Linked DNA regions of Mus musculus: regions 2, 3, 4, 5, 6 and 7 are each linked to region 1. A link is a contact called in public HiChIP or PLAC-seq and promoter capture Hi-C data. All regions are on one chromosome and are shown on one strand. Each heading gives the region's core, a stretch centred on a gene start, on an enhancer-like site or on the middle of the called end of the contact. The rest is flanking DNA. Distances are from core to core; before and after follow the strand shown. Region 1 holds the start of Foxred2 (FAD-dependent oxidoreductase domain containing 2). Region 2 holds the start of Hgh1 (HGH1 homolog). Region 3 holds the start of Dgat1 (diacylglycerol O-acyltransferase 1). Region 4 holds the start of Vps28 (vacuolar protein sorting 28). Region 5 holds the start of Zfp7 (zinc finger protein 7). Region 6 holds the start of Rpl8 (ribosomal protein L8). Region 7 holds the start of Zfp647 (zinc finger protein 647).

The links. Promoter capture Hi-C pulls out the DNA fragments that hold promoters and counts their contacts. HiChIP or PLAC-seq counts read pairs in DNA pulled down with a chosen protein or histone mark.
Region 2: a promoter capture Hi-C map of second pharyngeal arch cranial neural crest shows a contact between it and region 1. The contact joins the promoter of Hgh1 here to the promoter of Foxred2 in region 1. A contact is called at or near these places in 3 of 39 promoter capture datasets (cranial neural crest, liver and second pharyngeal arch cranial neural crest) and 2 of 9 other capture datasets (adipose tissue and liver).
Region 3: a promoter capture Hi-C map of pre-B cells shows a contact between it and region 1, with 3 times the contacts expected there. The contact joins the promoter of Dgat1 here to the promoter of Foxred2 in region 1. A contact is called at or near these places in 2 of 39 promoter capture datasets (hippocampal neurons and pre-B cells).
Region 4: a contact with region 1 is called in a promoter capture Hi-C map of hippocampal neurons, with 4 times the contacts expected there. The contact joins the promoter of Vps28 here to the promoter of Foxred2 in region 1. A contact is called at or near these places in 1 of 39 promoter capture datasets (hippocampal neurons) and 1 of 115 datasets of contacts at active chromatin or transcription factors (pancreatic cancer cells).
Region 5: a contact with region 1 is called in an HNF4G HiChIP or PLAC-seq map of pancreatic cancer cells. The contact joins the promoter of Zfp7 here to the promoter of Foxred2 in region 1. A contact is called at or near these places in 3 of 39 promoter capture datasets (cranial neural crest, hippocampal neurons and liver) and 1 of 115 datasets of contacts at active chromatin or transcription factors (pancreatic cancer cells).
Region 6: a contact with region 1 is called in a promoter capture Hi-C map of embryonic stem cells, with 4 times the contacts expected there. The contact joins the promoter of Rpl8 here to the promoter of Foxred2 in region 1. A contact is called at or near these places in 3 of 39 promoter capture datasets (cranial neural crest, embryonic stem cells and erythroid cells), 5 of 115 datasets of contacts at active chromatin or transcription factors (astrocytes, embryonic stem cells, large pre-B cells and 1 more) and 2 of 9 other capture datasets (embryonic stem cells and macrophages).
Region 7: an HNF4G HiChIP or PLAC-seq map of pancreatic cancer cells shows a contact between it and region 1. The contact joins the promoter of Zfp647 here to the promoter of Foxred2 in region 1. A contact is called at or near these places in 2 of 115 datasets of contacts at active chromatin or transcription factors (forebrain and pancreatic cancer cells).

The regions. Positions count from the first base shown.
Region 1 is chr15:77,955,122-77,958,925 of GRCm38.p6, forward strand. It overlaps Foxred2 (FAD-dependent oxidoreductase domain containing 2), which reads right to left and starts at 1,601. Exons shown (of 9, transcript NM_001017983.2): 1 at 1,446-1,601; 2 at 468-968. The coding sequence starts at 967.
Region 2 is chr15:76,367,210-76,371,013 of GRCm38.p6, forward strand. It overlaps Hgh1 (HGH1 homolog), which reads left to right and starts at 1,689. Exons shown (of 6, transcript NM_021555.2): 1 at 1,689-2,360; 2 at 2,443-2,543; 3 at 2,647-2,745; 4 at 2,953-3,044; 5 at 3,123-3,245; 6 at 3,323-3,804. The coding sequence starts at 1,747. The coding sequence ends at 3,475.
Region 3 is chr15:76,510,317-76,514,120 of GRCm38.p6, forward strand. It overlaps Dgat1 (diacylglycerol O-acyltransferase 1), which reads right to left and starts at 1,678. Exons shown (of 17, transcript NM_010046.3): 1 at 1,239-1,678. The coding sequence starts at 1,465.
Region 4 is chr15:76,624,115-76,627,918 of GRCm38.p6, forward strand. Vps28 (vacuolar protein sorting 28) reads right to left here and starts at 1,970. Exons shown (of 10, transcript NM_025842.4): 1 at 1,875-1,970; 2 at 1,020-1,091; 3 at 478-506; 4 at 334-371; 5 at 1-61. The coding sequence starts at 1,056. It overlaps Tonsl (tonsoku-like, DNA repair protein), which reads right to left. Exons shown (of 26, transcript NM_183091.3): 26 at 2,123-2,368. The coding sequence ends at 2,187.
Region 5 is chr15:76,877,583-76,881,386 of GRCm38.p6, forward strand. It overlaps Zfp7 (zinc finger protein 7), which reads left to right and starts at 1,671. Exons shown (of 5, transcript NM_145916.3): 1 at 1,671-1,771; 2 at 3,157-3,200; 3 at 3,530-3,656. The coding sequence starts at 3,198.
Region 6 is chr15:76,902,275-76,906,078 of GRCm38.p6, forward strand. It overlaps Rpl8 (ribosomal protein L8), which reads left to right and starts at 1,797. Exons shown (of 6, transcript NM_012053.2): 1 at 1,797-1,835; 2 at 2,029-2,176; 3 at 2,265-2,406; 4 at 2,544-2,762; 5 at 3,582-3,697. The coding sequence starts at 2,039.
Region 7 is chr15:76,923,680-76,927,483 of GRCm38.p6, forward strand. Zfp647 (zinc finger protein 647) reads right to left here and starts at 1,769. Exons shown (of 5, transcript NM_172817.3): 1 at 1,697-1,769.

The DNA of each region.
Region 1 (3,804 bases), core at 351-2,850:
GTTCCAGGACAGCCAGGGCTACACAGAGAAACCCTGTCTTGGAAAAAGGAAGAAAGAAAGAAAGAAAGAAAGAAAGAAAGAAAGAAAGAAAGAGGGAGGGAGGGAGGGAGGGAGGGAGGGAGGGAGGGAGAGAGAGAGAGAGAGAGAGAAAGAAAGAGTAGTAGTGAAAGAAAGAATATGTAGTGTAGTAGTGTCAAAAGGCTGGACCTGCCTGCATGGGTTGCTGGCTATAAGCTAAGCTCACAGGCAGTATTCAACACCACAGGACCATGGCGAAGGCAATAGAGCCTGGCAAATCCTGTACGATAAATTGCTAGATTTCCCCAAACATACTCAGCCACAGCTTTGTAAGGACGCACCTTAAAAAAGTTTTGCTTGGCACTGAACCCCATTGGGAGCAAGAAGTAGCCCCTTTCTCATTCTCTCCAATCTCGAGGCCAATTCGGCTGTGTCCTGAGGCTCCTTACCTGCACTGGTAAACCTGGCCCTTCTGGTCCGTCAGAATGAAGTAATGGCCGTTCCAGGCTTGTGGATCCTTGTCCAGGGTCACATGGGTGATGTTTGTGTTGTATAACACATGGAGCCCCAGGCGCCGCGCGAAGTCACCCAGGTAGCGCACCATGTCGCTGGCGTCGGGGAAGTAAGCCTGCGAGTAGTGTCTGAAGAGCAGGTGTGGGTCGTCGCTGAGCAGCGAGTTCCAGTCGTGGCGGAGGTTGAACTCGGCGTTGGCCTTGCCCGTGTGCCGCTTGTTGATGCTGATGAGCTTGCGGTGGCGCGGGTAGCGAGTGAAGAAGCTGCCAGGTGCGGACTCGCGTTCGAATACCTCGTAGTCCCTGCCGGCTCGATGCAGGAAGGCGGCCATCTGCAGGCCCGCAGGACCGGCGCCCAGGACGCAGTAGTCCCGGTGCGGACGGGAACACACTGCCAGGTGCAAGGCTAGGGCCACCAGCAGCCCCGAGGGACCCATCCTGCAGCACAGTAGAGGAGAGGCCTCGCACCTCGTGGCTGGCAGCTGGTGACAGCCGGCTTTCCCGAGGAACGAGAAACCAGGCGCTTGAGCCTCCCAGGGATCTGGAGCGGGGCTAGTACTGAACCCCGGGACCTAGGGGCTCATCTATCCCGTCTCCATCTCTTTCAGGTAGGATCAAGGGCCCACAGGAATTCTGAATCCCCAGCTCATCTCCATAGTCCACTTTCCTAGGGTGTCAGACTCCCTTATTGTCATGGTAATTTCCACCCCAAAGGAGAGGCAGTTTCCCCAATTTCCACTCATTTTGGATGTGCCCTGCATTTTGGGAGGAGGTCTTCCCAGGTGGACCCTTCAGAGGTTCTGGTTGGTCTACCCACCTTTCACCCTGGGGGTGGGGGTACGGGACCCTGAAGGAGGTGTGGCTTCTAAGGCCCCGCCCCAGCCCCCCGGATCACGTGAGGATGCCCCAGCACACCTGCCGCGGTCTCCGCTATCCCGCACTGCTTCTGGCGCGTGCGCGGTCCCCAGGCTGAGCTTCCGACCCGCACGCTGCCGCCACCGGTAGCCCAGCGATGCTCCCACGACAGGCTGCAGTGGAGGGAAGCTACGGCTGACTCGCGCCACAGCGGCCACGCCCCTCCCCACTCCGGGCCAATAGCAGGGGGCGGGTCACGTGTGCCACGCGCAGCACGCCGGGACTGGTGGGGCGGCCGGGGCGCGAGTGGCGCACACGTGCTGTGAGCGCTGTTTCTGAGGGTAGAGGTGCCTTGGGGAACAGCAGGTCCATGATGGGACGCCTGGCCCTTCCTTTTGATTTGTACTAATCCTTGTGCCAGAAGATGAGAGATTTTTGGAGAAAACCTTGCCATTTATATCCCTTTATTACTGTAGAAGACTGAACCTAATTGGCCAGTCAATTTTGTGGGACTGAGGAGAGGCCAAGACAGATGAACCAATTATTGTCTTAGAGTCTTGATCGTTCAGTTGTACGAAGGGTGGCCAAGGGAAGCGATTCCCAGCACTTTGTAACTGACTCGTCAATACAAAGTGACAAGGTTTGCATAAAACAAAGATAAAGCTAAGTGGGTTTTGAGACAGCATAGTGGCTCACTCTTGTATGTCCAGCAATCGTGAGACTGAGACAAGAGGACTGTGTGAAATCCTGCTTCAAACTCCCCAACCCAGAGGCTCAAACTGCAATTCTGTGTAGGAAGGAGGATTTGAATATTCAGGCTAGCTCCCTAGACCAAGTTACTCACCTGGCTAATTAGAATACTGTGTGCCTTTTGGAGGAAAGGATAGCGACCTTCACAAGGCGATGCAGAAGCTGAGGGTTCTTAGGAAAAACATCTGGGAAGGACTTTACCAGCTTTGCGTGACTGTAGCTGCTTCCCATTAAAAAGGAGCCTTGCTCCTGGAAGCCTAATCGGAACCCCGCCCACTTGCAGCTTCCCTCATTTGCCCTTAGAAATTTACGTTTATGATTTTCCTGGTGAAAGAAAGCACACCCGGAATGCTGGTGTTTTCTTTAGAGCCTGCACTAAAGAAATCCGCCCTGGGGGCAGACATAAACTTTAGTTTATTGTCATTGTGGAGACCTCAGCCCACAGGTTTAGTTTGGAGCTATCCTGGGTAGACAAGGTATCTCACCGAAAATAAAGCCGAGCATTTCATAGATACTGTGGAGAGGATGGGCAGGCACCAAAAGGAACTAGAAAGTTGGTCTGCCTTTGGTGATGGAAATGGAATGATCAGGAGCCCCACGCCTGGCTAAGGTGCAGGATTCCCAGCCATTGATCTACAGCCCACAGCGCAGGGCTACAGGAGCTTCTTGTAGGTGGATTGGACCAAGGGATCTGGATTCTGGGCCACTCCTGAAGCCCAAGACATTTGTCACACTATTTTATGTTGTTTGCACTCTACATTAAAATCTCAGTCAGGGCTGCTCCAAGTCTGAGATTCTCAGAAACGCCAAGGTTTCTGCTCAGCATCCTTTGCTGGCCTCTTTAAGTTAGTTCAATTATGTTGCTGAAACCTGCCTCTTTAGTAAGGCAATCCCCATCCTGTTTCCTTTTCTCCATAGCTCTGCTCCCACTCACACCCCAGTTCTGAAGGGGCAGGTGAGAATGCCCAGGCAGGCAGGCCAATTACTGAAGTGTTCAGCAGAGCACTCAGTCCACAGCCTTTAAACACATGTTCTTACGTGACACGTTGCTTTGTGCAGACTGGCTTGAGATGTTCTCCAGCCCTTGTAAGCTACCCAACAGACACTCTGAAGATGTCTTCCTCAAGGGCCACCTCCCAACCACACCCTGTCCTTGGAGAGAGTTTCAAAGGCACACCTAGGTCGCTAGGGACAGACAGCACAGTTCATCCTTCCTCAGGCTGGGACACTTCATATTGTGTGACCCCCAACCATGAACTTATTTTCATTGCTACTTTTTTTTTTTTTTTTTTTTGGTTTTGGTTTTTTGAGACAGGGTTTCTGTGTAGCCTTGGCTGTCCTGGAACTCACTCTGTAGACCAGTGGCCTCGAACTCAGAAATCCACCTGCCTCTGCCTCCCAAGTGCTGGGATTAAAGGCGTGGGCCACCACTGCCTGGCTCATTGCTACTTTGTGATTGTTACTGTTGTGAGTCACAATGTAAATGTTTTCTGATGGTCTTAGAAAACCTTTGTGAAAAGGTCATTTAACCCCCAAGTGGGTTATAACCCACAGGTTGAGCAGCACTGGGCAACAGGACTTCTTGTGAAGGCTCTCCCTCCACAAGGCATCTCAAACTGCATGAGAGGGCTTGTCATGGGGTTCTGAAGCTAACATCAAGGCCTTCACC
Region 2 (3,804 bases), core at 439-2,938, 1.6 Mb before region 1:
TGGGTGCTCTTACCCATTGAGCCATCTCACCAGCCCTGTTGTGGAGTTTCTTAAGAAGAAACCTTATAACAAAATATGTGGTCAACTTGATCCTGCTCTGAGTCAAACTATTTTCTGTACCAGGAATATAATATGAAGTGGTTGGCAGGCATGGGACAAAATGGCTCCAGCTGTGCTTGGGGAATAGTCCTCAACACAGCTAGTCACATTCCACTCACAGAAGACAGCAATGATTCCTACATGTCAGTATGCTTGCTTTTTCCACACTTATAAAACCCCTTTCCTATAGGGAATGGTAACAATCACAGTGGGGGCAACGTCTTTCCACTAATTAAGCCCCCACAGATGTGCCCATAGGCCAACTTAATTTAAAGTCACTGAGCTTCCCTTTCTAGGTGACTATTTTGTGTCAAGTTAACAAAGTTAACTTTGTTTAAGAGAAAAATCTTTTGAGACCAGCTCATTTTATAGCTCAGGCTGGCCTCAAACTTACACTGACCTTCCTGCCTCAGCCTCCTCAGTTGTGAGATTAGACAGTGACACGTTTATAAAAAGATAAGGAGCCGGGCAGTGGTGGCGCACGCCTTTGGTCCTACCACTTGGGAGGCAGAGGCAGGTGGATTTCTGAGTTTGAGGCCAGCCTGGTCTACAGAGTGAGTTCCAGGACAGCCAGCACTGTCTCCAAAACAAAACAAAACAGAGGCAAGGGAGCCTTTTCTTAGAAACTCACTAGCTGCTGTCAACAGCTGGGAAATCTGGACAGTTGGCCCTACACAGACCTAACCACTTTGCCATTGTAGCCGGAAGGATCCCAGTCAGTATCTAAGGTTGCATAGGATCTGGAACCGTGGCGGTTCCTGGCTATCTCCTACAAAAACCTGACAAGGACCAGCCCTGGAAAAACCCCTAACTCAAGATTTCTAATTTGAGAGAGCAAGGACCCCAGGCAGCTAATTGCTAATACAGGCACAAGAAGCACCAAATGGGATACTTTCCCAGAACAGATCCTAGTACTGAAATTATCTTCTGCTAGGGATTACGTAGCTAAGAAGGCCAGTGTCCTCCCATCTGTGCTAACAAATGTGCCGGTGGAAGGTAATATGGAGCCACTGAGAAGCAAAGAAACGCAGCGAGGTATGGAAGACAGAAACCGAACAGTGCTCTAAAGAGCTGGCAGGGGCGTCTGTCACCAGGTGCCCCCAAACCTGCAAACTATAGATTCATTTATTAGTTCCCTTTGCCCAAGCCTGCTTGACTCAGACTTCTGTCACTGAAGAGGACCTAACAAATGCACTAGAAAAAAAAATTTAGCCCCTCTGCAAAGTCAGAGACTGATCCAAAGCTGCCTTTTCATCGCAGAGTCCTGCACCCTCCGGTTCCTGGATGTCTGAAACCAGGTTTAAAAGGTGGCAGCAAACACTCTGGACACCAGGATCACCGGCTGCCGAGCTTCGCTTCAAATTATGCGTGCTGGTCGCGTGGTTCTGACTCCTGGCAAAGCAAACACGCAATAGGCAGCCGGAAAAGTCCTTGCAAGGATCTGGTGGTGGTGGTGATGATGATGGGAAGGGGGGGAGGGTGCATCTGCACCAGCTTAAGGGGTGCCTAATACTGTGGCCCACAATGCCTCGCGCTGAAACCGGCCCCGCCCCCTTCAGCCAGGTTCTCAGCCTCGGAAGGGTTTTAACGACTTCCGCTTTTCCGGCGGTGGCCCCGGCACGAGAAGTGACTGAGACTGCTGGCGGCATGCGGGGACCGGGAGTAGGTTCGGGGTTCTCTGGTGAGCGAGGGTTGCTAGAGCAGGAGGCTGGCGCGGACACGGAGGCGGTGGAACTGCTGCCCTTCCTGGTGCTCGGAGCGCGAGCCGACCTGCAGGCGGCCGCGGCGCAGCACGTGCTGGCGCTGACTGGTGCGGGCTCGGGCCGCACGCTGTTGGCCGGACAGCCAGAGTTGTTGCGGGCCTTGGTCGACCTTGCGGTGGCCCCGGCCCCAGCTCCTTCCCGCGATGCCTCCCGCGCGCTCGTGAACTTGGCTGCTGATCCCAATGTGCACTGGCAGCTGCTGGCGGCTGACCCGGAGCTGCCCGCCCGCCTGCTGCGCTGCGTGTTGGACCCTCAGTGGCCCTGGGCTGAAGAGGCGGCTGCAGTGCTGGCCAACCTGAGTCGCGAGCCGGCTCCGTGTGCTGCGTTAATGGAGAAGCTGATGGCCGCTGAGCCGGAGCGGTTGGGTCTGGAGCGACTTGTCAACGCGCTGTGCACGCCGAGCTACAACGCGGCCGCACCCCTGCATTACCTGGGGCCGCTGCTCTCCAACCTTAGCCAGCAGGCGGAGGTGCGTGCTTTTCTCCTGGACCCAGACAGGTGAAACCCAGTCGCCTGCGCGGGCGGGAAGGTGGGGAAGTGGAAGTGAACAAGGACAGCAGTGAATATCTTCTTTCAACAGGTGCGTGGTCCAACGGCTGCTGCCTCTTACCCAGTACACAGATTCTTCGGTGCGCAGGGGCGGGGTGGTGGGAACACTTCGGAATTGCTGTTTTGAGCATCGTGAGTGACAAGGAGGGGGTGGTGCCATTGCCAAGGTGGGGATTGGACCCTAGGGAACCCAACGGACCATTATTCTGATCTCCTTCCTTGTCCGCACCTCCAGGACATCACAAGTGGTTACTTGGGGCCCAAGTCGACATTCTCCCCTTTTTGCTACTGCCCTTGGCTGGGCCTGAAGAGTTTTCCGAGGAAGAAATGGACCGTGAGTGACTTGGGTGGTTGCCTCAGGGCTGTCTGGTGCTAGAGGGAAGACTACAAGAGGGAGATGGAGAGGTGTGCAGGTCTGGAGTCCCTCAGTCCGGCAGCCTTTAAGGAGGGGGTCGTTACAGACACACACAAGGCTCACCCAGGCAGAGCAGGGCTTGGGTGTTCAGCACAGGGACCAATAGTCTCCCACCCTCACTCCTAGAGCTGCCTGTTGACCTGCAGTACTTGTCACCAGACAAGCAACGGGAGCCGGACGCTGACATCCGGAAGATGCTCATCGAAGCCGTCATGCTGGTGAGCAGGGGCCTGGGGTGTTAGTGCCTCTCCACAAGTCCGTATTGGCATCCGAGTAACCTTTTTCCATCTTCCTAGCTGACAGCCACGGCACCTGGTCGGAAGCAGGTACGGGACCAGGGTGCCTACTTGATCCTTCGAGAGCTGCACAGCTGGGAGCCAGAGCCCGATGTGCGGATGGCTTGCGAAAAACTTATCCAGGTGAGTGCGGGGGGTCAGAAAGGCTAGGCAAGTGCCAATGGCTTATGAGCCCGCTCACCTGCCTCCTCTTCTTGCAGGTGCTTATTGGTGATGAGCCAGAGGCTGGCATGGAAAACCTGCTGGAGGTGCAGGTACCTGAAGACGTGGAACAACAGCTCCAGGAGCTCGACCAGCAAGAGCAACAGGAGCTCGCTCAAGAGCTAAGAGGCAACGGTGCCCCACACACCTGAAGCCCCTTTGGCCTGAATGCCAGCTTCAGACCCACCTTTGCCAGTGTTGGCGCAGGGTTCTAGGGTCAATGCCCAGTAAATGGTGAGAAGCCCAAGGGTGCTGCCCAATCCTGTGCCCTGTTGCAACCGGCAATAATGCACATAGTTCAGAGCTGCACTACTGAGCTGGAGCTGGCTGGGTTCTGTCACAGCTGCCTACAGATGAGGCAGGATGCCGGTGGTCACTGGAGCTATGAAGAGCCTATTCCCAGCTGGTGATAGGACTGGACTGAAAATACTGCAAGCCCTGGGAAGCCAACTAGGTTTTCATTCCTGAAGGCACTGAGGGG
Region 3 (3,804 bases), core at 428-2,927, 1.4 Mb before region 1:
GAGACAGACACAGGTGGAGCTGTTTGAGGCTAGCCTGATCTACAGAACTAGTTCCAGGACAACCAGGGCTACACAGAGAAACCCTGTTTGTGTGTTTGTTTGAGAGAGAGCGCACACACACAACATCTTTTCAGGTGGAAAATGGGAGGCCAGCCTCTCTCAAGACCAGCTTTGATTTACAGAAAATCATGATCCCTCTAAGGAGGGCCAACCTCCTCCCCCACTCTTGCCTCCAAGGCCTCCTTACCTGACCTTTGTTCATAATATGCCATACCTGCCTCACACTGAAGTTATCTTATCTCCTGGGTGAACTGTGAACACCCTAGGGCAGCTGGGGCGTGGGGGGCACCGTGCCCACTAGAAAAAGATTGTTGATACAAAGAGAACCAGACTTTGCCACCCTAGATAGCCACTTCCTCCAAGCCCCTCAGGTACTTCCTAACCCAGAGCTACTAAAGGGTCCCATGATGATCACCAAAAAGAGTCTCAGGGCCGGCTTTGTAGGAGACAGTCTCCATTTCTTCAGCTAAGCAGGGCCTCTCCCATAGGTGTGTTCATACCAAACCTCTCTCCGGTACTCCAACCACGGGATGAAAGTCTCACTTAGTAGTCAGCTCTGCCCCTATAGCCCGAAGTCATTCTGGTAACATAAGCTGGGCTTCCTTCAGGCCCTCCTACTTGCTGGAAGAGGGGTGAATAAGCCATGCAGCCTGTTAGTACTAGAAAGCTTCCTGTACTGTCCTCTGCCCCGAGCAAACGCCCATACCCATCGCCTCAAACAGGCGTGTGTCCTCTGGAGCCTCTAGCAGCCTTCTCTACCCACAGGACACCCCTCGTAGTTTTTGCAAAGGTAACTCTTCATCATAACCCTCCCTGGAAAACATCAGCCTCCTTCCACTGAAGAAAGCCCATTCATCTCCACCCCCCACCCCCCCGGGGCTCACATTTCCTGCTACCCACTCCTCAGAAAGGACCTCAAGGGACTCTGCCTCAAGGTGTGCTTACTTTCCTAAGCAATATGGAAAGGGGGCTGCTGCCCACTCCTCTACCCAGACTCCCTGGTCGGCTACACGACCACACCTGGGTGACCTTGGCAAGTGACCCTCTCCCCAAAGCCCGTGTCCCAGTACAGCCCCAGGGGAGCCCCGGCCGCGTAACTCGCAAAGCTGTGGCCAACTTTTAAGAACTAGGAGCGTCACTGGAGAGGTCAGATGTAAGGGGATCAGGCACTCCGCTACCTCAGATCCCAGTAGCCGTCGCCCACGCTGGTCCGCCCGTCTTTGTCCCGGGTATGGGCTGGAGCCGGAGCCGGAGCCGGCGCGTCACCCCCGGCGCCCAAGTCGGGGCTCACAGCCGCGTCTCGCACCTCGTCCTCTTCTACCTTGGGCCCACTACCACCCTGGACGGAAACCCGCGAGCCGGTCCTCCGACGCCGAGAGCTTCCCGCGCCTCCGCGGTCGCCCATGGCTTCGGCCCGCACCTCGTCGCGGCCCAGTCGTGCTCCGCCGGCTCTCAGCGCTTGGAGCCCGCGGCCCCGCCTCTGGACCCTGAGCAACGGCCTCCGCCGCCGCCCCCTGCCGGCCTCCGTAGCCGGCGCAGCGCACGACTACCTCTGCGACGCTGAGGCTGCGATGCTGCGGAGCAGCTGACTGGCTGTGGCGTCAACTGGAGAGTCCATTTGTAGTCCGAGGCCGAGCGGAGGCGGAGCCTAATCGAAGACGCGGAGCACGCTGGGAGTCGCGGGAGCAGAGCGCGGAGCCTCCTGGGAGTTGAAGGCACCGGGAGCTGGTGACGTATAGCACTCTGGGAATTGCAGTCACAGGCTGGCAGAAGCAACTAGTGTGCAGCTTGGCTGTGAACTTCGGTGGAAGAGGTCCGAGGTGCTGTCTCACTGCGAGGAGCAAGCGGGAGGAGAACTGCCCCGGCTCCTGGCTCCCTGGCAGCTACGCACTTCCTCTGACCTCTTGCTTGCCTCTTGTCCCACTTATGTAAAAACATCCTTTCGTCATCCCCAGCAGCGGTTTGAGTGTAGGTCATTTATGAAACTGCGCTGACGTCTTGCGGTTCCAAATCCATTTTTGAGCGCACAACCGACAGACTTATCTGCTCTGGCAGCATCGTTCTCCGAAAGATCCCTAGCTGCTAGGCAGGAACCAGTTTAAATGTACCTTGGAGCACATAGCCTGTCAAAGGATCAAACTGGAGAAATACCCAGCTTCGCATTACAGCAAATGTGTGCAACTGCCCAGTTAGTTAAAAGAAGCAACTCACCAGTCACCATGGCCTCTTCCTCTACCGCCCCACAGTGCTGTCGAGGGCCCGACAAGCAACGTGCCTGATTTAGACACCGCCGTGCATACATTCTAGACCTGAGGAAGCACCTAATTTCCTTCAGAAACACTATAAAGGACCAAGGAGAATAGTGGCTTTCTCTTCTGGGGAATAGCAGGCCTAAGAAGCACCTCTATAGGACAAGGTTGGTAGCCTCTCCTACAGGATGCTACTAGTCTTCCTATTAAGCTCCCTCCACTTCTGTAGTATCCACTGACTCCTTCCCTCAGGTCACACTTTCTTCACGACACATCTCATGATGAGCAATCTGGGCTGCCCTGCCGGTGGTGTCTTTGTACATATGCAGAGAAAAGCGAACCCAGGCTTGGACTTTTGTGGATCAGAGCCAACCTGGTCAGTGTCTCCGAGCATTCCTTTGTTGCTGGCCCAGTCTTTCATCTGGTCCTTGGCAAGGCAAGGGCTAGGTCTTTGTGAATAGTGACCCCAAAAGGAGGCAGAGTGAAAGAAAAAGTCTCTTTGGGAGCCTGAAGTGAAGGTAAGTCGTGTGAGCTCTGCCATGCCTTTCCCGCTCCTTCCTCTGTTAAGTGAATACGAGGCTTCCACATTCTCCTGGGCTAGCACGTTGGCTACACCAGCTTCCAGTTTGAAACCAAAAACTAAAAGTGGAAGGTTGAGGCCTAGGCTGCCACTAAAGCCAGAGATGAATCCACACCATCCAAGAGAATGAAAGTCCTCCTTGGAGACAGCTATTCATTGACATTCAGCCTTACAGCTGTCAGCCTCCAAGAGGCCATGGGAGTGAAGAGACCAGAGGATGACCAGAGCCATCAGGAAGGATGGTTCTATGGAGACCTGTGCCAAAGAGATGGCACCGATGTCAGAGTTCCAGGGCCTGATTCAAGGAGGAAAGGCTGGAATGGATGATTGCGATATGCAGACAGCTTCACTGTTGAAATTTAACGTGAGTGGTGGCACACGCCTTTAATCCCAGCACTCAGGAGGCAGAGGCAGGCAAATTTCTGAGTTCGAGGTCAACCTGGTCTATAGAGTTCCAGGACAGCCAGGGCTACACAGAGAAACCCTGTCTTGAAAAAAAAAAAAGTGTGCAGACAGGGCTGGTGAGATGGCTCGGCAGTTATGAGCCCTGGCTGCTCTTCTGAGAGGTCCTGAGTTCAATTCCCAGCAACCGCATGGTGGCTCACAACCATCTATAAGGGTAACTGATGTCCTCTTCTGGCATGTGGGTGTATATGCAGCAGAGCACTCATACAATAAATAATGTTTTTTAAAAATTTAATTTTAAAAAAAAGTCACAAACAGCTTCAGGCTGAACCCAGCACCCTAGGATTACAAGCAGGCCAAGGAAAACCTGCTTCGGAGAGTTTGCAGTGGTGGAGAAGAGGGCTCATCAAAACCCTCCAGGAAGCTGTTTCCATTCCTTTTGGCCTACTAACATAAAGAAACAGAAGCGGGGACACACACACACACACACACACACACACACACCACATG
Region 4 (3,804 bases), core at 720-3,219, 1.3 Mb before region 1:
CGCCTTCTCCAGGGCCTGCATCGTCTTCACCACGGCAAAGAGCTCTGCCATGTTGTCATACCTAAGACAAAGCCATCCATCAGGCCGCTGTCCAGAGGCAGGGCAGCCAACTGCTGCTCTGCACCTATGGCAGAGTTCAGCCCACCTCCCACTCCATCCCTGGTACATATTCCTCAGGGACCATCTTCCTAGCGCGACGCCATGTTCTCCCCAACCATTGGTGTGGTGGTGGGTTTGGTAGACTGCTGGGCCAGCCATGGAGGCTGGATGGGTGCAAGTGTGCATGTGTGCGTATGTGTGCATGTGCATGTGTGCGTGGCAGCTTAGACTTACTTCTCCCGCTCCCGAGCATTCTTGTAGAGCTTTACTTCCTGTTGGAAAAGCAGGCAAGAGTCAGTCAGCATCTCCAGGCGTGGTTATAGAACCAGTGACAGCCACATGGTGTTTGCAGTGGCCAGGTGAGGATCTGCTACCTACCTCATACAGCTCCGGCTTGTTCCCAGGGGCTGCAACAGAGCAAGGAGGAGCTGACAAGGGTGACCCCAGGACAGGCCCACTTCAGTTACGTCCCAAGAAGGTGTCTCCCATGCCATGTATCACAGAGCTCAAAGGGAAGCACAGAATAGGGGCTCCAGCCTCACCTCCTACCAATATGGCCTCTAAGAGGCTACATACAGATTGCTAGGTTTAGCTCTCTTCCCCCGCCAACATGACTGTAGTTTGTACACAGAACCACAACTTGGTACAAATAAAAGCCTGTCAGATGCTTCACACATGCAGTTGGAGACCCAGAGTTGCTCAGGATGCCAGAGGTTCTGACCACATTGGAGTATATTCTCGCTCCCCAGCAGGGTATTGCAGGGGCCCTCAGATTCCCACCAGAAATAATTCTGGCCCTAGTCATTACCCAGGGCCTAATGACTACGGGATGGACGTAGCAGTGTGGTCCTTTCCCAACAGCCCCTGCAACAGGGAAAGCCTTGGCTCCTCCCCTTCCTCCCAGTTTAGCCTACACTCACCTCCAACACCAGGAGTAGCTGGGATCCCGTGGAACATCCTGCAGGCCCAGGCAGCTATACAGCACAAGAGACCTGGAAAGCAGAGCCAACACTAACTCAAGGGTCCCCTTACACCTTAAGAACTGGGCTCTGGAGATCAGAGCGTTGTGAACAGCTTTCCTGCTCTCTACAGGAACGGCACAGGATGCTAAAGGACTGTCATGGGGGAATGTCATGTCAGGCTTTGAGGATGAACATCGAGTGCCATGGGAGTCCTGCCTGTTAGCTGGGTTAGGGTAGGGAAGAGTAGCTGTTAGAACTGGGGCAGCATCTTGGGCACAGGGGAAGGGCATTGTTGCAACATCTTTCAGTGGAAATGAACTGAGACTAGGTGTCCGGGGCTTTCTGTGTGTGAGGGAAAGTGTGGAGGTAGGTTTTACCCTAATCTGTGGGAGATACTGGAGAAATGAATAAGGGCAAGCTTATTGGTTGATGCGGCAAAGTGGCGGAGGCAAGGCCCAGGATAGGTCCTGTCTAATAAGGAAGCCAGCCCAGACACGCCTCAGGATTTGAAATGGGGTGAAAACAAATGTTCAAGGAAGATGGTCAAACTGAGATGGAGTGGCTTGAGGAGCAGCGAGAGCTACCGAGGTCGCAGGAGCTAGGAATAGCCGGCGGAGTCGCAGAAGAAAGGTGGGTACCCTCACAGACAGGGGAACCTGAACTGTGGACCAGCAATGCCACTTGACAGCGCCCATCACCTACTGAGACACTGGCCGCGCGGCAAGGGCCGCTGAGCCCCAGAGGAGACGGGACCGGGACACCTAGACCAAAGGGTTCCTATGAAGAGGGGACCCGGCCACCGCCGCTGTGTACCTGGGGCGTTTGGAGTCCCGGAGATGGCGACAGAAGCTCGGTGCTCGCTTTTTCCGCCTGCGCCTGCCGGGAAACCCGATCGGCAGCTCGGCACTCATCCTCTAACCTTGAGCCTACGCACATAGCAAGCCAAATCCATTGATCGGCACTCGGCTTTTTTTGCCTGAGCTTGCGCTCTGGAGTAGCTCCGCCTGTCAAGGCTTTTACAGCTCACATCGCCCACCCTTTTCGCAGAGAGCTGACACAAATGAGATAGCAGCATAGTTTATTAAGGTTTTTCTTTTTCTTCTGGAGGAAACGGCAGGACTAGGATCAGAGGCATTTAAAGAAGAGCTTGGAACTTTGGTCCATTGTGCACGCACCCTCTGGCAGTCTCTGACACACCGAGTCTCGGTCTTTGGTGCTCAGGTCTTTGGTGCACAGTTGCAACTCCTGCAACTGCACGAAGATCTTGTCCCAGAGGTCAGAGTTCAGCGGCCCTTGAATAGAGCAGCCTGTGGGGGTGAGGAGGAGGTAGGTTTAACTTACACACCCACAGGAGGCATAGTGCTTATGTTGTACCTCGGAGCCTACATTTTGGCTTGTCCCATCATAAAAAGGACTCAATATATCTGTATACTGTGGGCCCTCGGATCTCTGGAGGCTAGTGAATGCCAGGCCTTGATCAAGTCAGAGATCCCAGTAGGCTCAAGGTTGTCAGGGAACTGGATGAAGCGCACAGCTGCCAGAAATACCATTGTGTTGGGAAGAGGGGGTGAGATACAGGAAAAACCCAGGGACTCCCCTGTGCTCAGTTTTTATCCTCCAGGGGGAAAGGCTGCCACCCTCAAATCTCAGCTGGGCAAGGCAGTGGCAGGCCAGGCCATCAGGCACACTTATAAGGTGGAGAGTGCGTTGGTGTAACGGGACAAGCTAGCTTATTAGTAGATAAGGCAAGGAAGGAGGGAGGGGGGCAGGTTGAGAGAGCAAGCACCCCTTAAGCGGAACTTGGATCACTGACTGGTGGACAGGAATGAGGAAATAAGGTTTTCTGCAAGTAACAATGATTTGCTACCCTCCTGACCCAGAAAACCCCGCAAAAACAAAAGGTCCAAATCATGCCTGCCCTGGTGGCATCCGCCTTTAATCTCAGTCCTCTCCAGGTAGAGAGGAAACTTTACAGAGCTCCAGAACAGCCAGGACTACACAGAGACACCCTGTCTCAAAAAACAACAAACAATTTGCCACTCCAAAAGGAGGTTCAAATCTTCATGATCATTTTAAGAATACCCGAGGAGCTGCCTAGGCTGTGAGGGGGTGTGCATGTGTATCTGAAAAATGTCACTTTAAAGAAGCAATGTGCATTGTTTCAGAGGTCTGTCTATAAAGGTGGAGTTGGAAAATGTTTGCCAGGCCAGTCAGTCAGTGGCCCCCAAAGAAGTTTTGATATATGTTCTCTTACAAAGTTTGGATATATGTTCTCTCTGGTCACTGTTGAGTTTTTATGGTGAACTAACCCATGGGTTCCCCCTGTAAGTAAGTAAGATGATTCTCACTGAGAAGGAATAAACTGTTCCTAGCCAAAAGAGAAGGCTGCACAGAAGAAAGGATATCCCACAACCAAAAGCTAAAGGAACAGCTGGGCAGTGGTGCACACCCTTAGCCCCAGCACTCAGGAGGTAGAGGCGGGCAGATCTCTGTGAGTTCAAGGACATTTTGATCTACACAATGAGTTCCAGGACAGCCAGGCATATACAGAAAAACCCTGCTTGAAAACAAAACAAGCTGGGCAGTGGTGGCACACGCCTTTAGTCCCAGCATTTGGGAGGCAGAGGCAGGCAGATTTCTGAGTCTAAGGCCAGCCTGGTCTACAAAGTGAGTTCCAGGACAGCCAGGGCTATACAGAGAAACCCTGTCTTGAAAAACAAAAAACCCAACCAAAATAACAAAA
Region 5 (3,804 bases), core at 421-2,920, 1.1 Mb before region 1:
TCATGTCCACTCTGGACTCCCCCAGATGTTCCTGCCTCTGGCTGTGCTCTCTCCCTACAATAAGCTTTCTCCTCCACCATACCTGTACCTTAGGAGCAGACAGGTCCCTTTCTTTTTATTTCCTTTTTTTTTTTTCATTCACTTTGGACATAGTATAATGATCATGTGACTCCAAAAGCCTTCAGATGGGAGATTAAAAAAACTTAAATCAAGGGGCAGCACACATATACACAGACACATACGGCACACACATATACACATACACCACATACACACATACACAGACACACACACATACATGGCACACACATATACACATATATTATACACACATACACACATGGCACACACATATACACATATACCACACACATACACACATACACGGCACAGACACATACACATATACCACACACACACACACACACACACACAAATAGCACATACACAGCATAGACATTTACACATACATGCACAAACCACAAACATACACACACTCAAGGCACAGACACACACACACACACGCATGTGAATGTGCATACACACTCTCTCCTTTCTCATAGCTCCCTCTTTGCCACTTTCCAAGGACTATATCCTCTCCCCTCACACCCGCTCAGTAGTGCAGATACAATAGGCCCTCTATCCTCCTTGAAACATTTTCTTTATCACCAGTGACTCCATCCTTCACTTAGTTCTGCCAACCTCCCTCTCTCTATGCTAGTGTTTCCTTGTTACTAGAATCTAAAGGCCTAGGCTCTCTGACAGTTGAAGAACATGTTAGGGCAAGGAGAATTGACAGGAAAAAAATCAGGTTTATTCAGTAGCTGGCATTCTTTTTTTTTTTTTTTTTTCTTCGAGACAGGGTTTCTCTGTGTAGCCCTGGCTGTCCTGGAACTCACTCTGTAGACCAGGCTGGCCTCGAACTCAGAAATCCGCTTGCCTCTCCCTCCCAAGTGCTGGGATCAAAGGCATGTGCCACCACTGCCCGGCTAGTAGCTGGCATTCTTGAGAAGTTAAGATGTACTTTCTCCTCAAGACTCTTTTTTTTGTTTGTTTGTTTGTTTTTTCGAGACAGGGTTTCTCTGTGTAGCCCTGGCTGTCCTGGAATTCACTTTGTAGACCAGGCTGGCCTCAAACTCAGAAATCCTCCTGCCTCTGCCTCCCAGGTGCTGGGATTAAAGGCGTACGCCACCACCGCCCAGCTTTTTTTTTTTTTTTTTTTTTGGTTTCTTGAGACAGGGTTTCTCTGTGTAGCCCTGGCTGTCCTGGAACTCACTTTGTAGACCAGGCTGGCCTCGAACCCATAAATCCACCTGCCTCTGCCTCCTGAGTGCTGGGATTAAAGGTGTGCGCCACCACACCCGGCTTCTCCTCAAGACTCTTATCATTAAGGTTCAGGGACCCAAAGGGATTTTTGGTAAGGGAAAGCCTTTGGTAAAGCTTTTTGGGGTTGGTAGTGAGACTGTGGTTGGGTAGGCTCTTTCTCATCAGAAATGCATCCTCTGGCCCCGCCTCCTGGTCGTGCCTGGCCTTCGGTGACCTTCAGCCACACTTCCCGGCCCTGCCTCTCAGTCTCTAGCCCAGCCCTTTATGGGCCGTGACAACTTCTGGCCCCGCCCCCACCCCTGTAACCTGGCGGGGGGCGGAGTTAGAGAACAAACGGGGCGCGCTGGCCAGCGAGCGGAAGTCGCCCGGGTGGGGCACAGTGGGATAAGCTTGCAAAGCCCTTTCCGGTGGCTCTCTTGTTGGGATCCACCACGCGCCGGGGCAGGTGAGTAGGCGCAGTCGCTTTCCTTGTTTTTAGGGCAAGGGACACTTGGCTTTTACTCCCCAAAAGGATGGAAGGCGTGGGCGGCTCGGTGCTGTTGTGAATGCCTGGCCGAAGACGTGATCCCAGCGGAGTAGAATAGCCGAGCATCCCAGCTCTTCTAGCCTGCTCCCGGGCTCCAGTGTTGAACCTGAGCAAGGCTGCTTCCCTCCAGGCCTGGGGCTGGGTGCAACCTCCCTCATTCCTCGTGAGTAATCACTTTCTGGGACTATCTCTTCTCTCATTTCTGCACCTGAATGACCTGGAGTCGGTCACGCCTGCGGACTCAGAAGGCATCTCAGGATTTGCTCTTCTGTATCTGAGACCGCGATTTCCCATTGGTAGTCCAAATGCTGGGGTCTGAGAGGAGAATTCTTTTCTAGTGTTCACTGCTAATTGGCCAGTCTAGCCAGTGGCCAGATACCTGGGCCAAAAGCTACCTGGGAAAGTAGCTTCCTCTCTCCCATTTTGACCTGAAGGTGGGTGTTTGTGTGTGCAAGGAGGGGCCCAAGGGCTTTGGTTTAGCAGAAGGGGACTTCTCGAATCCTTTTTTGTCGTCATCCTTGTGACTTAGGGCAGCTGTAGCTCGTTCTGGAATTTAGGTACAGGTGAACAGGGATTGTTTTCCTTCTGAAGGCCTTTTTTTCTTTTTCCTGGACCTGACTGCTACTGCCTCCAGTTAACTCTTCCTTATCTTCTCTCCTTTGGCTCACACACTGGCTCACTTGGTCCCATTTTCAGATCCTGAAGTGCGTTTCCTACCTCAGCCACCAGCTTGGCCTAGGTCCCTGGGGGAAGGCATCCTTTAAACTTTACCAGCGTTTCTCATTTAAACACTTTACTAGTCCCCCCGTACTTCAGCACTGTTGTTGATGTGATCTTAGTTGTCCTTTCTACTAGATGTCCCATGAAGTCTCCCTCGTTGTTCAGTTGAATGTGTGGCCTATGGCAGCCATTTATTTATTTATTCATTCATTCATTCATTTATTTTTTGGTTTATCGAGACAGGATTTCTCTGAGTAGCATTAACTGTCCTGGAACTCATTCTGTAGATTAGGCTGGCTTCGAACTCAGAGACTAAAGGTGTGTTTTATACACACACACACACAACACACACACACACACACCTGCCGCAGCTGTACATCATGGCTCCAGCCCTTACTCCCACACAACACAGACAAGAAGGCTCAGGAGCTGATATTCAAATATCAGCCTTTGCCCAGTCTGGTGTGTCTGTGCGTCTGGCTTGGGTGGTAAAGAAGCAGTGGGGTACAGAGCCCCTCCAGTCACCCTGGGAACTGGGGAGCTTCCTCCCCTCTGACCTCTGATCTCGTTATGATTTCTCACAGGTGTCTGACTCAGGACAAGCGGATCCCACCCTCCAGATCTCATGGTAGGGAGCCTGGCTGCTGCCTGTATTCCCTCTCCACTCCTGTCAAGCCCCCACATCCTACCCTTTCCACTGGGCCTGATCGCATACCTAGCTTTGACCCTTACTGTGGCTCTGGCCAGGCTGGTCCCTGAGGGGGTGAATAAATGTCCGCCCAGACCAGAGTTTAGCTGTGTCTGTTCAGTGGGGAGGGGCATAAGGTCACTCCTTTGGATTAAGTCCCTTCTTTTCTCATAAGGTTTAAGAGCCAAAAGGATCCAGTCCTGCTGGAGGTATACCATACCTGTTTGAGGTATACCATATTATAGGGATGTTGGTGTGTGTCCTTACAGGAGGCGGTGACCTTTGGCGACGTGGCTGTGCACTTCTCTCGAGAGGAGTGGCAGTGTCTGGATTCTGGTCAGAGGGCCCTCTACAAGGAGGTGATGCTGGAGAACCACAGCAGCGTGGCAGGACTAGGTGAGGCTCCCCCCCCACCCCCCAGGTCTGCTCCAAACCCCGGGCACGTGTCAGAGACGGGGGTGGGTGGGGGGGTGGGGGGGTGGGTGTGTGTGTGTGTGTGTGTGGTGCTAACTGCTTGGGCCTTGGGGGCTAAACCTTGAATCTG
Region 6 (3,804 bases), core at 547-3,046, 1.1 Mb before region 1:
ACAGGCCAAACACCCAGACTCATAAAATAAATCTTAAAAAAAAAAATTGCCTGATGGTGGGGGTGCTCCTCTTTAATGGCAGCACTCAAAAGAGACAGATGGATCTCTGAGTTTGAGTTCCTCCTGATCTAGAGTGAGTTCCAGGACAGCCAGGTTTACACAGAGAAACCCTGTCTATAAATAAATATATAAGGTGTCTTTTTTCAGGGCTGGAGAGATGGCTGAGCAGTTAAGAGCACTGACTGCTCTTTACCTAGAGGTTCTGAGTTCAATTCCCAGCAACCACATGGTAGCTCACAACCATCTGCAATGAGATCGGATGCCCTCCTCTGGTGTGGCTGAAGATCATATAAAATAAACAACAATTTTTTTTTTTAAAGATGTCTTTGTTTCTGAAAGGACAACCCAGTGGCAGATGCCTATATAGGAAGAGTGTGACAGGGCTGAAAACTTGCACATACATTTACAGACTCTCACAAAACTGTCCTGTGGGCCGGTTGGCTGAGATATACCCTAGTGCTGGCAGGGCCCTATGCCCTGCACGGTTCACAAGACAAAGCACTAGCAGGCATCCTCCCACAGACTTTTCTGTATAGGCATCTTTCATTCTGGTTCTCTTCTGGGCTGACTCAACTCCTTACCCTGCCCCTGGGTGGCTTGATTTACCACTCTGCAAGTCCTGGAACCCTGCCACCCAAAGCTCCACTACCCTTCTGGAATACCCTGTGCACCAGCATCCTGTGGAACTTGAGCCATGACGATAACTCGGTGTTCTTTCCTCGTTTGTTTGTTTGTTTTTTCGAGACAGGGTTTCTCTGTACAACCCTGGCTGTCCTGGAACTCACTCCGTAGACCAGGCTAGCCTCGAACTCAGAAATCCACCTGCCTCTGCCTCCCAAGCCCTGGGATTAAAGGCATGTGCCACCACGTCTGGCCTGTCCCTTCTTCTTTTCAGTGTGTCAGATCACCAACCCATGTCCCTTCCTCCTCAATATGTCAATTTTAGCCTCTGCCATGTAAAATCTCCCAGTTCTGACAAACCTCTCTTACCAATTGGGACCCTGACCCTCAGTTACCTCCCTCTCAGTCTACACGTTTATGCCATTGACTACTTAGGTTTCACTCAGATGAAGAACCTCTGTTTGGGGGGCTCTGTGCCACTTTATCGCCCTGCATCGCTGCGTTCCTTCCCCGCTTTAGCTCTCCAGGGTCATTGCCCCCACCCTCTTTCCAATTGCTGAGGCCACTAACTTTTGGCTTCTTTGCCAGACATCTTGAGAACTCCGCAGGTGACCTTCTTAAATCCCAATCATTATCTTCTTGTTCTTCTTCACCTCCTTCCTCCCCTCCACCCCCAACCCCCTACCCCAGACTGGGTTTTCTTTGTAGCCCTAGCTTGTTCTGGAACTTGTTTTCTAGCCCAGGCTGTCCTGGAACTCCGCCTGACCCAGTCAAATTTCAATCTTCTAGTTCGGCAAAGCACTAGGTTTCCAGTGTCTGCACATCCAATCTCCTCCGTCTGGGCCCAGCTCGGAAGCTCAAGATTCTGCGTGGCGTTGCCCTGGACAAATCCTTCCACCTCTTGAAGCCTCCTCTCTCCCGCCCTTCCTCCGTAAGACTCTTGAGTCGGTTTCTTCAGAGTCTGCCTCTCCCCAGGACGACAAGTTTCAGCAATTGCCTTGGTTCAGCAATTTGGTAGACACACAGGACACCTGCATGTGACTACAAGACCCGACAGGCATTGCGCTGGGGAAGGGGCGGAGTTATGGCCCCGCCCCGGAAGATAAGGCTGCGTTGACCCGTCTATTTCCTCTTTCGGCCTTGCTTGCCGGCAGGTAAGTTGTGCTCTGTCCGCTGCGGGTTTTGAAATTATCCACCGCCATCCGCCGCCGTTAACTACTTGGCGGTCTGTCATGCGGCCTGGCCCACTCGTCCAGGATCAGAAGGGAGGGATGGCGTTGCTTTCGGCCTTGGGGGCTGGCAGGAGGCTGGGGATTTTTTTGGACGCTGAACTCGAACCATTTCCAGACTCGCCGCCATGGGCCGTGTGATCCGAGGGCAGAGGAAAGGCGCGGGTTCTGTTTTCCGTGCGCACGTGAAGCACCGTAAGGGCGCCGCGCGCCTACGTGCTGTGGACTTCGCGGAGCGACACGGCTACATTAAAGGCATCGTAAAGGTAGGAGGGCACCGGCGGGAGTTAAGCAGGCGGGGAACCGGGCGTCTCGAGCAGGCCTTAGAATACAATACACCACCCTGACCCGTAGGACATCATTCATGACCCTGGCCGCGGCGCTCCCCTCGCCAAAGTCGTCTTTCGGGATCCCTACCGATTCAAGAAGCGGACAGAGCTGTTCATCGCAGCGGAGGGGATCCACACTGGACAGTTCGTGTACTGCGGCAAGAAGGGTGAGCCTCCAGGCGGGGAAGGAAGGAAGGGTTGGGCCCGGGACTTTGGGTGCTGAGCTGAGCTTCGTGGGTTGGGATCGGTGTGGGTTTGGCATGGCTTTTAGCGTTAACAGTCGTTTTGCCCCCTCTCTCCACAGCCCAGCTGAATATCGGCAATGTTTTGCCCGTGGGCACCATGCCTGAGGGTACGATCGTGTGTTGTCTGGAGGAGAAACCTGGGGACAGGGGCAAGCTGGCCCGAGCCTCCGGGAACTACGCCACAGTCATCTCCCACAACCCAGAGACCAAGAAGACTCGAGTGAAGCTGCCTTCGGGGTCCAAGAAGGTCATTTCCTCTGCCAACAGAGCCGTTGTTGGTGAGTGCGGGAGGGCAGTGGGGCCTTGAAGACGCGGGTGGTCGGCATATGAACTGCCAGCTGCTGGGCCTAGGCCATAGAACCACATTGCTTATTTTCTTGGTCATGGGAGAAGACTAACAGAATGCAACTGGGGATTTAGTTGTAGAGTGCTAGAATACCTACTTCGTAAACAACTAACTGATTCCTGTCCTGGGGATTTGATTCTTTTCTGGTCTCTGGGCACTGTATAAATGTGTATGGATACAGACATGTAGGTAAAGATGCCTGTGTATACATAAAATTAGGTTAAAAAAAGATTACACCGCTTGACACTTTTGTGCACTGTGACCTAGGAATTCTGATCCTGCACTTGAGTTTAGTTGGTTCATTTTAGAAAAGATAGGACCAGTAGTGGCTGTTAAAAGATGTTCAAGTCAGTGAAAAGGGGCCATGACTTATCTCTTGTTTAGTTACTTGGAAACATCTTAGGATCTGCTAACCTCATCCTTGCATAGGATAAGTTCTGAGGGCACGTGGTCAAAGCATGCTGTGTTTGGTAGGTGGGTTTGCCCATTTGTGGGAGGTGTTTTCAGAGGTTGAAGGACCTGTCTTGAATATCAGGCACTGAATATTGAGGTGCACCCCATGGAAACTTGGGCTGAGTCAACAGTTTGCTTTAATACAGGCATGGTCCTTGCCTCACCTGTCAAAGTGTCAGTTTGCAGAGGGTAAGGGGTTTCCTAGGTAGAGCTTGCTGGACTTCTGTGGGGTTGTAGATTTCTGCCATAGACTAATGGTGAATGGTGCATGTCTCAGAGGTGTTGTGTCACTTTTCAGGTGTTGTGGCTGGTGGGGGCAGAATTGACAAGCCTATCTTAAAGGCTGGCCGTGCCTACCACAAGTACAAGGCAAAGAGGAACTGCTGGCCACGTGTGCGGGGTGTGGCCATGAATGTAAGTAACCAAGAACTGAGTGAGTGGGCTTTTCTTGTTGCTGTGCTGGGAGGATCTGCAGCAGGGAGGTCCTGGGCTGTCGGCTCTTCCCGTGTTCCCTACGTAGG
Region 7 (3,804 bases), core at 519-3,018, 1.0 Mb before region 1:
AACAAAACCAATACCAAGATCCTTCTAGTTGTAAAATAAGTAAATAAAATCAAAGAAGACACTTTCTCAATGGAGTAAAAAACAGACAAACAAACAAGAAAGCAAAAAAAAAAAAAAAAAAAAAACCCATAGGGAAGTGTGTTTTTAACATACAGAAAAAGAATACAAGCTGGTGGTCAATCTGACCAGGAATGCAAACAGCTAAAAGACAAACGCAGAGGTGGAAATTGAAACATCTGTATGGCAAGAAAGCCCCAGGGACTGGTCACCTATATGGTGGTAAGGTGGCTTATTAGCTCTAACCTGTTAGTCCCATTCCACTTCTCTGTGTCCCCTACAAGGAAATCCCCAGTGTGCAAAATATCAGAACTAATGTCCACCCAGCTTTAAGTATCTCTATAGTGGAGCTCAGGGGAACCTTCCTTTTATGTTAGTGACAGGAATGTCCACACGCATTAGTAGGAGTGCCTGATTCCAATCATTCTAGAGAGCTCCACAGGAAACTGCTTCTAGTGTCACTATGCATTCACTATGTCAGGATGCTAGGCAGAGTAACATTTAAAAGAACTACTGTGGGCTGGGGAGATGGGCCAGTGGGCATGACATCCAATGTCCTTCTCTGGCCTTAGAGAATACAGCTGTGCCCATACTTCATCGCCCACATACAAGGGAGCTATTATTGTATACAATTTTCCTGTGTGTGCGTGCGTACCTACACATCAGCAAGCACATAGAGGCCAGCAGACAACCTTAGGTGTTATTCCTTAGAAACCTTTCACCATTGGGGGGGGGGGGGGCGGGGGCGGGGAAATACGGTCTCTTACTGGCCTGGAACTCACCAAGTAAGCTACTAAGCGGCAGAGATGGGGATGGCAGCACTCATCAGCACATCCAGATTCAGGTGTCTAACTGAGCCATACATGTGGAGGCTGGAGGGATGGCTCAGCGGTTAAGAGCACACGTTTTTTTCCCCCGTCTAGGACCCACACTTGATTCCCAGCACCCACATGGCGGCTCACAGCCAATTCCAGGGAACCCGATGCCCTCTTCTGGCCTCCGTTGGCACCAGGCATGCACATGATATACAGTACAGATACACACGCAGGCAAAGCACATAAATACATATAAAAAAATTAAACAAGAAAATGCCACGTTAGAGAAGTTGTCATCCATTAAAAGGGGCCTTTGCAAAGTAACAAGAGAGCAACAGCAGAAAAATAAAACAAATCCAAGAAGAAGCTGGGCTAATGGGGAGCAGAGCGGAGCACCTTCAGTTTGACAAGAAATGTCCTTCGCTGCTGAGGATGCATGGGACTTAAAATGCTGTATGGTGGCCCTGACTGTAGTCCGGGTTATGGGAGAGGATCGTGCGAACCCAGGACTTCCAGGGCAGTCTGGGACGCGGTTATTTCACCAGACAAAACCTCATCCACTGCCCAAGCCAAACCAAATTAACCAACCAGTAGGAAACCGTATGCACATCAGAACCGTCTGAACTCCGGACCGGGCTAGCGGGAGCCACCGCGAAGGGTCCCGGGGAGGGGCCTGGAGGGTTCGAGGGACCGGAGGGTGCAGCCTGGGTCAGCAGCCCGGCCGCAGCCATCCATCGGGGGGAAGGGCTGGCATACGCGAGGGCGCGGAGCTTTGGGTGCGGATGAAGGAGAGGGTCCCGCGCAGCCGACAGAGCGCCACTCACCATCTGCCGCAACCTCTCGCCCTGTGGCGGCAGCTTCGGCTCCCTAAGACAAAGGGGCCGTCCCGCCCCGTCTGCGCAGTCGTCAATCTCAGGGGACCCCGCCCCTAGGTCCCCACCCCCAACCCCCACCCCAAGTCCCGGACCGGGACGCGGGAGGATCGGATGGCCGTCCGCCTCCAGCTCTTCTTGCAGGACTTGATGCCCTGCGCCCCGGGGCCACCGAGAGCGTAGGCCTCCGCTGTGCCTAGAGAGACCGCGTGCTGACCCGGACCGCGCCTGCTCTTTGAGGCTGTAGCGGAAGCGGCGGCCGCAGTCCCTACAAATCCGAGTGCCTCCCGGCCTCGCCCCCTCCCTGCCGCCCCTCTTCTCCCGAGGGCCTTCGGTCACTTCCGCCAAGATCTGTGCTTGCCCTCTAGCGATTTCCCTGGTGGCCAGGCAGCCTGGACCACTGGTCTCGAGACCCATCAGGCTGACTCGGGCTGCTTGGGTTTAGTTTACAGTGTAGTGTGTGTTCAACTTCTTAAGGGACGGCCAGTCTGTCTTGTGTCCTCATCAACACATTCCCTAGACTAGCAGTGTATGACAGTTCCAATTGTTGTTTGTATTTGCCCACACTTGGTGTAAGCAGGCTTTTAGAAATTTAGTTATTCGGGGCTGGAGAGAGGCTCAGCGGTTAAGAGCATTAACTGCTCTTCTAGAGGTCCTGAGTTCAATTCCCAGCAACCTCATGGTGGCTCACAACCATCTGTAATGGGATCTGATGCCCTCTGCTGGTGTGTCTGAAGACAACTACAGTGTACTCACATACATGAAATAAATCTTTAAAAAAAATTGAGTTATTCCAGGGCTAGAGGAATGTACAACAGACTGGGTGTTTGACAAACGTGCACGAGGCTGAGTTTAATCACTCGTATCCATGTGAAAAGGCTGGGTGTAATAGTGCTTGCTTAGAACCCCAGCACAGGGGAGGCGGAACAAGGCCGAGCTGTGTAGGGCTCTCTGGCCAGCCAGTCTAGAGTCACTGGCAAGCTTCAGGTTCTGACCTGTTGAGAAGCCCTTTCAAAAGATAAAACAACAAAATACCGTGGTGCGCAGCTCCTCAGACTGACCCTTAGTGGCCCTGTATGCACACATATTCTCTGCTGGAAATTAAAGTCAGGGACTCTAGTATAAGCATATAGTATCTCAGTAGCACTCGATCCTACCCTCCGTTATGGCTTCAATTTTTATTTCTCTAATTGTAGTGGTTACGTGTCTTCTGTTACAAAATACTGGCAGAGGCAGAGGAGGCAGAGGCAGAGTCAGAGGGCCAATCTCTGTGAGTTTGGGGCCAGCCTGGTCTATAGAACAAATTCCAGGACAGCTGAGGCTACACACAAAGCATGGGGCTGGAGGAGGAAATGTCTGGGAGATAGGGAGCAAGAACAGCTCTTGTGGATCAGGGTGATGGAGCCTCCAGGTTTTTGTTCTTGGATTTTTAAAGTGTGTGTGCCCCAGAGGGGGCCAGGTTTTTTTGTTTTTGTTTTTTCGAGACAGGATTTCTCTGTATATCACTGGCTGTCCTGGAACTCACTTTGTAGACCAGGCTGACCTCGAACTCAGAAATCCACCTGCCTCTGCCTCCCAAGTGCCTGGCTGTTTTTTTTTTTTTTAAAGATTTATTATTTATTATATATAAGTACACTGTAGCTGTCTTCAGACACACCAGAAGAGAGTGTCAGATCTCGTAACCACTGAGCCATCTCACCAGTCCCCGAGGCAGCTAGTTTTAAAGCAGTCACAATATAGAGAGGCCACGGATGTCCACGAGACATGAGGGAAGGGGGGGGGGCTAAAAATATTTTGGAGGGTATGGATATATACATCATTGATACAGTTGAGCTCTCTGGGGAGAGTCAGGCATGTCTCTCTCTACATGGGTCCAAAATTGCTTGAAAGAACAAAGAGACCTTGACTAAGGTAGTCTGATGGCTGATCTTCTCGCCTTCATGGGAACCAATCTCTGGGCATGTCTGTAAGGAATTGCCTAGATTAAGTTGAGGTGGGCTGACCCGCCCTAAATGTGTTTCATGAGTTAGATTCTTGACTGAATGAGGAGGGCTGAACCG